Linked DNA regions of Mus musculus: region 2 is linked to region 1. Evidence: chromatin contacts called from public Hi-C data. All regions are on one chromosome and are shown on one strand. Each heading gives the region's core, a stretch centred on a gene start, on an enhancer-like site or on the middle of the called end of the contact. The rest is flanking DNA. Distances are from core to core; before and after follow the strand shown.

Region 1 (4,807 bases), core at 237-2,736:
GTTTATTATTATATTATATTATTTTATATATATTATATTATATTATTATTTTTGAACTTTATTAGTTGGCAACAAGCATTTCAGTGACGGCCCTTGAGATCTGTAAGGGAAGCCATCTGAGTAGAGATGTAGGGGTGGAAACCAGTCTCAAAGGGACCTAGAGAGCAGAGATGATTGAGTACACAAAATGGAGGCTTAGACAAGAATCCTGCCCTAGATAAGATGGGAGCCATGAGACCTTGGCTTTGTTTCCTGTTCGTATCAAACTTGGGACAGAGATAGAGCAACAGCTGGTGCCTGAGTACTGAGGAAGTATCTGAGGACAGGGGAAGACCAAGTGTGCTTGAAGATAGAAAGACATAGAAGTTAATGAAGAAAGCTGTCTCGGAAAACAGGATCTTAGAGGTACTGAAAGAGTGTGAGGCAAACAGTAAAGTGGTTTCCTTTTGAAAAGGAGGAAGAAGGCATGGGATGCGTGGGATGGGAAGGATGTTTAAGCAAGTAACAGTTAAGTAGCTGACAGGGCCCTAGGCATGCTAGGATAAATGGAGCAAGGTCTCAGATGCCTTATCACTGGGAGGTTAAAGATCACATTGAAGATGAACCCATCAGAAAGGAGTTACTATCCTTTGACTGTGGAATAACAGGGATAATCCAGGCAGCATAGAGACTAAAAAAGACCTAGGGCAGAACTCTTAACTATAGCTCTATCTGTGTCACCTACTAAGATTCATGAAAGCCCAGGTGTCTTGTCCTTTGAAAGCCTGAGTGTCTCTAGCAACTTAAGCTCCTTAGGAGACTCACAGTGGCACATGTTGTTGTTGGTGTTGGTGGTAGTGGTGGTGGTGTTTCGGTTGGTTTTCTTTCTCTCTCTCTCTCTCTCTCTCTCTCTCTCTCTCTCTCTCTCTCTCTCTCTCTCTCTTTCTTTCTTTCTTTCTTTGAGACAGGGTTTACCTGTGTAGCCCTGGCTGTCCTGGAACTCATTCTGTAGACCAGGCTGGCCTTGAACTCATAGATCTGCCTGCCTCTGCCTTCTGAATGCAGGGATTAAAGCCATGTGCCACCACCACTTAGTTCTGTATGTCACAGCTTAAAAGTACTAGATTACAATAGTACCCAGGAAACAGCAAAGAAGGAACCAGTTAAGGTTTGCTTTGGGAATCAAACTCGCTAGACTTAATCATTTGGAATCTGCCAGTGTTTACCACTTCAACTTTTTTGTTGACACCTTAGAAAGGATCGTGGATGTCAAGGTTCCTGTAGCATGCAATGGATAAGTTGGACAGAAAGAGATACTTCATGATAAAGTAAGAGAATATATATATATACAGTAGTTACTAAATACATTAAAACTGCATGAACACACCCAGATCAAAAAGATATTTTTACTGAGTCACCACATTGTCTCAGATAAGTATCCTGAATACACTCCCAGGTTTACCAATGTCGATGGGGGTGGGGCTGGGGGCGGATTCTGCTCTCCTCGATTGCTACAGTTCCCTTCCCCTTCCTTTGCTGCCTGACTTCTAGAATGAGTGGCTGGGGCTCTCAGCATCGATTTTCCTCCCACTTATTTCCCCAGCAGTAGCTGCAACCTGACTGCTCCCCCGCCTTCTACTCAAACTGCAATCTCGAGGTCACCCTCATCTTTATAGGCAAATTGGGGCTTTGAGGCAGTATCTGTGCACCTGGGTTGCTTGGCTGGGTTTTTAGATTGGGGAAGTTAGAATTAAAATGGAATTATTGGTATTAACTATTTCATTTTTAAAAAATCAAATAAAGTAAATAAAGTCAGAAGGTTATGATGGGCAGGAATATCATGCTTATGTGTGGTAAAAAAATTAAATTAAATTAAATTAAATTAAAAATAGAAAAAAAAAAGAACTGTAAAACCATACATAAGGTCACTGCTACCTTACACAGAAAACAAGACAATTACCCAACAACTATGGGAAAATATGGACAGAGCCCACTCATGTCATGATTCCTTACAGGCAATGATGATAGTTTGAAAGCATCCTGTGTAATCCTTCTCTTTCCACCTTTAAAAACTTCCCTTGCCAAAACCTCTTTGTATACACACATAGTTGACGATGACACATACTGCCAGTGTGGAGCAACTCCTAAATATATTTACTAATCTTTGGGGCATCTCTCCCTGGTTGCTCTCTAAGTTAACAACACACATGGTCACTTTCTCCTTCTGAAGCCCCTTTCTTCACCTCCACCACAATGCCTACGTGTTTCTTCTCTGTCTCCTTCCCATCCTACTCCAATACCCTCTCTGTAAGCTACCTTTCTCCTTGGGCATCTTGGTGTGGGTATTCTCCCAAAAGTCAGGGCTCCTTTATGTTAGTTAGTTAGTTAGTTAGTTAGTTAGCTAGTTAGTTAGTTTTGTTTTTGTTTTTGTTTTGAGATAGCACAGCTCTAGCTATTCTAGAACTCACTCAGTAGACCAGGCTGGCCTCGAACTCAGAAATCTGCATGCCTCTGCCTCCTGCAAGCTAAGATCAAAGGCATGCACCACCACCCAGCCACCTCTATTTTAAAAAACGTTTTGTTTATTTGCTTGCTTGTTTGAGACAGGCTCTAACTATGTAGCCTTGGTGGAGCATACCACCTCCCTCACGGGCCTAAATGCAGAGACTGAAGGTATGCATCACCATCCATAGATAGGTCCTTTGTAAACTACTCTCTCCTCAGTATCTTCTCCCCTCATCCTTTCCACCTTCCAGAATTTCTGCTAAATCTCCACACTTCCTCACCCCCGTTCTACCTGAGCTCTCTGTGTGTATCATGGAGACTGTTCCACCAGCCCCAGAGAGCTCTTCTCACAGCCCTTACTCTGTCATCACCACCTGATGCCCTGACAAGATCAGATTTGCCGGTTACACTTTTATGCCATCCTGTAATTTTCCTACATATTTTATGTTCTTTAATTATTTGCGAGAATTTGTGTAACATCTATCCTCCCTACCAGATTCTAAGCTCCAAATAAGTGGAGTCTATGGCTGTCTTTTTGAAGTGCTGGGGTTTAGTTTAAACCCTTGTACATGGTAGACCAGTGCCCTGCCACTGAACTACATCCCCAGCCCTGCTACATCTTTCTTCATCAAGTATCACCAGTACAAAGCACAGTACTGACACATGGCCAAACACTCCCTTGCTTACTCGTCGTTCAAATGACCAAGCCTCATTTTGGCTGTGACTTATTTTTCCTAAACAGGAATCTCAAGCCTCTAATTGTTCTTGTTTCTCTCTTAAATGTGACTCTTCTTTCCCGTGCATCGCCTCTAAAACCTTCCATACACAGAGAGACTCTTGCTCAGCTCTTTCCCTTCTATTGTTGGTCCCACAGAGCCATTCCAACTAATTCATCCACTGAAAGATTAGGCGACATTATTGGCAGTTCCTTGAACATGGCTAGTTTCCACATACAAGATGGGAGAATTTAATACAGAAGTGTCTTGAGTCCTTTCTGTCTAAAAATTCTTAATCTCCTAATATTATCATGCCTATTTGTTTCATAAGTGAGGAAATCATGTCTAATGAAGTTAAGTAATTTCTTACAGGTGAAAATACCACAGTTAGTCAGATTAAATGTGGCCAAACCCCAGCAATATGAACAAAATGTCGTAAACAGGCCTAGAAGATCGGAGATTAAATTCAGAGAAATGATGTAAGAGACCGGCTGACTCCCCATTAGAGATTTTTTTGGGTGTTAAAGGGGAGGGGAGATCAATATCAACCCATAATTCTACACATCCCCAGCAAATATATGCTTTGGTAATGAAAGTAAAATAAATATTTCAGACATAAATAGTTAACTCTTCATATAAAAGAAAACTGGGAGAACTTCTTAACCGCTAAAAGTAAAATAAAAACTAAAGTGATAGAACTGATTTGGAGAATAATACCAGATAGAGGCTCAGAATTTCATGAAGGGATGCAGAACATAGGAGGCAGCAACTCTAGCATGTATCAAGAATGTGCCTCCCAGAATCCCCGCCAGGGATAGCCCTTGCTCCTATGACTGAGAGCAGTAAGTAGACAGCCTTCATTTTTCAGAGACTTCAAAGGACGGTTTGGTTTCTTTGCTGAAGATCAAGCCCTTCCCCAGGCCGCCCACCTAACAACTGAATATGGCAGAGATATAAATGACCAGTGTTCTGATCAGTGAAATCTCTCAAAACTCCAGCTTACTCGGCTCCCCACTGTGCCCAATGACAGTGGTGACCGAGATGCAGGAATGTCTGTACACAAAACCCCAATCTAAGTCTGACTCCACACCACACTAAGTGCTGATGACCACAGCATCAACAGTTCAGAGCAGCAGAGATGCTTAAAGAAAATCGCTTCTTCCTAAATGGAAGAACTGCCAGTTGTGTCTCCGTGCTGGCACTTCTCTAGGGCACTTCCCCTAAACACACACAAGATTGTGTTCTCAGAACAAATGGAGCCTAGCTTTTCAGACATGCAAGGCATCTAAATTTTAGGTATGAAAACCTTGAAATCTTTGCTTAGCGTCAACGCATGAATGACATCAGTTCTTGGGGAAGAATGAAATGAGTAGATCATAGTCAACTCTCATAAAAACTTCATGTATTTGTGATATCTATTGTTTCTTAATGTGATGGATGTTGACTGCTTCTTAGGGAGTATTAGCATCACTCAGTCCAAAGCTACATGACACCCTCCGGCCTGCTCTCTAGACCCAGTCAGGAGCTAGCAAATCAAGGGAGAGGACACAAAAGCTCGCTGTGCACTGATAACATTTTAACGACTGCATAGATTAATTCTTCAGTCA
Region 2 (5,396 bases), core at 1,982-4,481, 480 kb before region 1:
ATGACATCTCACCTTTGGTTCTCATTCGATTAAAATTCTCCTATCCTACAGGTTGTTGGGGGCAGAGGGGAGGGCATGCAGCTGAGAATATTGCAGAAAAGAGCACATGGAAAATGTTAGTGTTTTCTTCTTAATATTTCTCGGCTAAAAATTAACTTTTAATTATTTTAATTCTTTTTATATATTTTAATGAAATTTTTTCATAAAATATATTCTGATCATAGTTTCCCCTCCCCAAATGCCTCCTCCAAAATTTTCCCCACCTGCCCAATTCTACACCCTTTCTTTCTTTATTTCTCTAGAAAACAAATAGGAAAACAAAACGGAATAAAAAATTTTAGAAAAGAACCCCAAGAAACAAACACACATACAACACACATGTGCACATGCACGCACAAGCGAACAAAATCCATTATAAAGATCATTAGCTATAATATACAAACAAAAGACCACTGAGGTCAAACAAAGCAATATGAGGCAAAGTCTACAAAAATGCCGGAGTCTTTTTGTGTTGTCCATGGGGGAAAAATACAGAGACTCACAGACAGACAGTATGTATAATGTGAGAGATCTTAGAACATTTAGTGCTAAACGGGATGCCTCCATCAAGCCCCTCCCCTCGGGGCTCAGGGAATCCTGCTGGAACAGGAGGCAAATCATTTTAAGAGAGGATAGAGGACAAGGAAGCAAGTCTCTCTCTCCCTCTCTCTATTTCTCTCTCTCTTTCTATTTCTCTCTCTCTTTCTATCTCTCTATTTCACTCTCATTCTAGTTTACTTTTTCTTTAAGTAATTGCTTTACATCCAGATCTCATCAGCTTCACCTCCCTCCCCTTCTCCCAGCCCCTTGCTCTCACCTCACCTCCCTTCATCTTCCTATCCTCCCTTTCTCCTCAGAGAAGGGGAGGCTTCCCATGGATATCAGCCCACCTTGATCTACCAAGTTAAAGTAGGATAAGGTGTATCTTCTCCTAGTGTGGCTAGGAAAGGCAAAATAAGGCCTTTTAGACACAGTAGGGCAGACACGTGTATGATCTCACAGAGACTCAGGCAGCATGCCCAGGGGTTCTAGATCTGCACAAGATGGGTTTCTAGAACTGAAAGTAGTAGATACAAGCCCCTTAATCTTGAAGCTATCTCCAATTAATTACCACTCAAAAATGAAAACTTAATTTTCTCCAGTGGAATCTCACTGGATCTACAAACCACTCTTAAGGGCAGACCCTATTCCTAGCTGTATATGACCACCACAAAATGAACTCAATGACAACTTTGTTTTGTCAGGGCATTAAAAAAAAAAACCTTACAGACCCTTTGGATTTATATTATGGCTTCTGATTCTGGGTTTTCATGACATTCCTTTGTGTGTGTGTGTGTGTGTGTGTGTGTGTGTGAACATGTGAGTCATTGCATACATCTATGTATGTGTCTTGTGCTTTTTCTTTGTTTTTTTTCTTCTGTTTGTTTTGTCCTATTCTGATTCGTTTTTGTCTTATTTTATTATGATTTTTTAGATACCTATTTGTTTTCTAAGCAGAGACAGAAAGGGTGTGGATCTAGATGAGAGGGGAGGTGGGAGAAGTTGAAGAAGGAAAAACTGTAATCAGAATATGTTGTATTAAATATATTTTAAATAAAAGAAAAATTAGAAATAAAATGCTCAGTAAATTTTCACCTGGTCATGCAGGCTCTGGAATACTTACATCTAAACCATAGACCTGGACTGTTCTCAGCCATGGTCAGAGAAACTTCTCACTGTGGTAGGTGTGGCCAATGCAGAGAGTTATAGCAAGTAACTGTTGCTTGAAGAACAAGGGTGAAGAACAAGTGGTCGTTGAGGGTTTAGCTATACCTGTGGCATCTCTACCCACTCCCTTCCAATGCTCGAGGAAGATGAGTGAAGCAGGACAGGGAAAGAACCTGAGACCTGAGTCACAGGAAAGAGTATAGTAAAATACTAGCTGCTGGACGTGACGGGAGTGTTGTCCTCTTAAACTCACAGCAGCTGGGGTTATTTGTACAAGACCTATACCAGATTGGTGCCATCAATGTCCCTTGTGGATGGAGAAGGGACATAAGATGGCTGCTCTGGCCTGGAGAGCTATTGGCAGTTGATTGCTGGGGGAAAGGGTGAAGGAGTCATTTGTCAATTTTCAGGTAAATGTTAATAATTTTACTGTCTTACTGGGTACAAGTGACAATCTTAAAGTTCAAGGAAATCATGAAATCATCTCCCACTTGTGAGTTAGGTAACCATGAAAATAATGCTGGAACAAATTTATTTGAGGAGCTACAACATACATATTTACTAAGTAGGAATAAGAGCATAAATGCTATGTGATTGGCAAACAAGGTACAAACAGAATTGATCATTCATTGAGGTGAAATCTTGAGCAGCGTCTTTCATTGTAAAACATATTAGAACATGCTTAGTAAGTGAGAGTGCTTGTTATGCAATCATGAGGACCTGAATTTCAGTTCTCCACATCCTTGTAAAAAGCTGGGCATGAGCAAATATAGTCTAGCAATGTGGGGGTCAGGGATGGGAGGATCCATCGCTGGCTTGCTGCTTGCTAGCAGAGCTCCAGGTTCAATGAGAGACCTTCCCTTAACAGAATAAAGTGGAGTGCAATAGAAAAGGGTGCCTGACTTTCTCTTCTGGCTCCTGCATACACATGTGTGTACACCACGCACATACACCATATACACACATACATGCATACCCAAATATACATGTACACACAACGTTTTTAAAAGATTGTTTTAAACAGAGTAGAGCGAAGTATTTTCCTTTTAAAGCCGGAGACAATTCTGAAAGATTTGCTTAAGTTGCCTGTTGATCTGATAAGAGAGACAGAGTGCAGTACTCATCCCCCTCCCATCCTTCCTGTTTCTATTTTGAAGATGAGCAGCTATTCTAAGGTCTTTTTTGCATAAATTCCCACAAATGCACCTGCCTGAACAAGCTTAACTAGAAGTGGTTGTAACATGTCTGAAAACATTGTTTGTTGTTCTAGATTCAGGGAACTGGAACCCGAGGTGAGCAGTAGGTGAGAAAAGCTGTGTAGTAAGGCCTCTTTATTCACTGTTTATGGATACATTCTCAACTCCCTTCCATTCTCACCAGTCTACGTGTTATTTTCTATAAATGACTCATTTTCTCTAGTACTTTGCACCTTCTAAGCAAACTAAAAAAAGCACAGCAAAAGGACTGGTTTCTCTTGTCTTATTTCCAGGCGTCACATCTTGCATTTGCATGCTAGCACACACATGCACAGGCACACCCACATATATGCATGCAATTACATAGACAGTTTATGTGTTTGCTCCAGTGGCTTCTAACTCAGGCCCAATCTGCTGTATACTAAGACTATGCCATTATTCAGTTTTAGGGTCTGAGAACTCAAGCCTCAAGCTGATGAATAAAATTATGAGCTATTTTTAAGTAATTAGACTCAATCCGGAAATTCAGAACACCTGATAATCATCTTCTTGAACAGCTGCAATGTCAGAATTTAAACCTGAGTGATCTCCATAGGCCCTACTTCATTACATATGATTTTTTCTGATTCACTTCCTCAGAATCAAGAAACAGGCATTAATGAATGCATGCCAGTCCCTACGGATCAACTCAATATTCAAGATTCTCCTTTCATAAATTGCCCTTTGAGCTTGCTCTCACGTAAAGCAAAAGGTGGGCTAAAAGTTCGCTCTAGATTGATAATATATCCATTCCCATGGACACTTGTTCATAGGCCCATACGTACCATATGTATATTAATCCAGCAGCATTGAATCACATTCATGTGCGTTAATCTTGATCCAAACACTACCACGCTGATTGCAAATCCACTCACTATATGTGGATGAGCCCTTTACTACCTACCTTACTTTCTCAATCAAGCCAGCTGAAGGTGAGCATCTCACTGGTGGGGATAAGGATCGTTGGCACCACATCTATCTGGCATATGCTATATCTGTATTATACCAATTACCCTTTCTAATCTTTTTCTGAATTGAGTCCAAGATAATTTTTCTTTCACATTAAAAAAAATAATAAAGCATTATCTATATAGATTGACATGGGTAATTGTCTTATCATGACTGACTGAGAGCATACAATCATTACTATATTTATGACTAGTTAGTCAAACTGGGCCATTCTTTTTCTAGAATGTGTAGTGAGCAGATCCAAATAACACGCTTCTTTCTCCCCTGTAAGTCTGTTTGGTAGTTCCAAAGAAAATATTGAATTCACACATTGGGTACGACATGGTGCGACATGGTCAATTTTAAAAGCCCTATTATTCTGCTATTCGTAATATGAGTTTTCCCAGGGAAGAGTCTGTCTTGTACAAAACTCTCCCAAAGTTTTCAGGAGAAATTTTAACTAAATACTTCATGGACCTTTAAGACGCAGCACCAGCACAGAGCATCTTAATTGAAACTTTCCAGGTTGAAGGTTATTTGAAACTGAAGGTCCAGACAGAGGTATTGACAGGCACTCATGCAGTGTAGGCTGCCTGGCTCAGTGGCAGGTTTAACTTCTCACACAAATGGATGCATATTCTGTGGGTGCCTCCTGCATGTTGTTTTCCTGTCTTGGATTCCTTCCAATAACACAATGGTTCAAAGAAGCATAAACAATGCCCTGGTTGTTTCTCTCTGATTGCAAGCTAATTGTCAATTCAGATTCATCCTGCATGCTAGACCAGGGATCATTATCATAAATTCCAGTTCCTGATGGCAGTGCTTGGTGATTTGTCCTGGAACTGGCTGGAATATCAACCTATAAAAGAAAAGAGATATACCACATAAGGATGCGACAAAACATAATCATTATTGGACTATGAGGGAAAGGCTACATTATGTCAAGCATTTTGTCCCTCCTATAAACCACTTTATATCTACATTCTCATTAAACTTTGTACTATCAAAGGGTGAAAGTGTTGGATTTGGTTTGCTTGTTTGTTTTTATTTTTTTAATGTTATGTCCAGGTCCACATGAGTGTTAGGCAGGTATTTAACCATTGAGCTCCAAAGGCCAAACATCTGAAGTCATCTATGGTCATCCCAAACACTTGTTTTATGATTTATCATGGGTCATTGGAGGTCACAGTGCATACACGCAACGTTCATTCAATGGGAAATCACAGTTCCAAGTTCACAGGAAAAGAAAAATAATCCAAAGAAAATGCCAGGCAATTTATAACAAATTTGGCATATGGAATGTAGAATAACAAAAGATGAAGCACCCAGCCAAAAGACCTGAGACCTCTCCAGGAGACCAGGAACAGGAAGAGTGTGGGTCACTCAAGACAAGTTATTATGATTTGAGAACTAAATTGCAAAATAGAGACCAGTTTTGAAAGAACAAAATTTCCATGAGGTTCTAAA

The links. Hi-C and Micro-C count contacts between places; a contact is called where the count stands out from the background.
Region 2: a Hi-C map of CD4 T cells shows a contact between it and region 1, with 4 times the contacts expected there. The contact joins two enhancer-like sites. A contact is called at or near these places in 1 of 39 promoter capture datasets (stem cell-derived epiblast-like cells), 1 of 484 Hi-C or Micro-C datasets (CD4 T cells) and 1 of 9 other capture datasets (embryonic stem cells).

The regions. Positions count from the first base shown.
Region 1 is chr16:44,769,445-44,774,251 of GRCm38.p6, reverse strand. The region is part of intron 1 of Cd200r1 (CD200 receptor 1); the gene reads right to left. Among named protein-coding and RNA genes, the nearest start is that of Cd200r1, 6.1 kb to the right of the region's middle. Within about 2 kb of position 1,486, at least 20 of the 459 cell types and tissues checked have an H3K27ac peak or open chromatin away from gene starts, as enhancers often do.
Region 2 is chr16:45,249,741-45,255,136 of GRCm38.p6, reverse strand. It overlaps Btla (B and T lymphocyte associated), which reads right to left. Exons shown (of 6, transcript NM_001037719.2): 6 at 2,242-4,788. The coding sequence ends at 4,540. Among named protein-coding and RNA genes, the nearest start is that of Btla, 28 kb to the right of the region's middle. Within about 2 kb of position 3,231, at least 61 of the 459 cell types and tissues checked have an H3K27ac peak or open chromatin away from gene starts, as enhancers often do.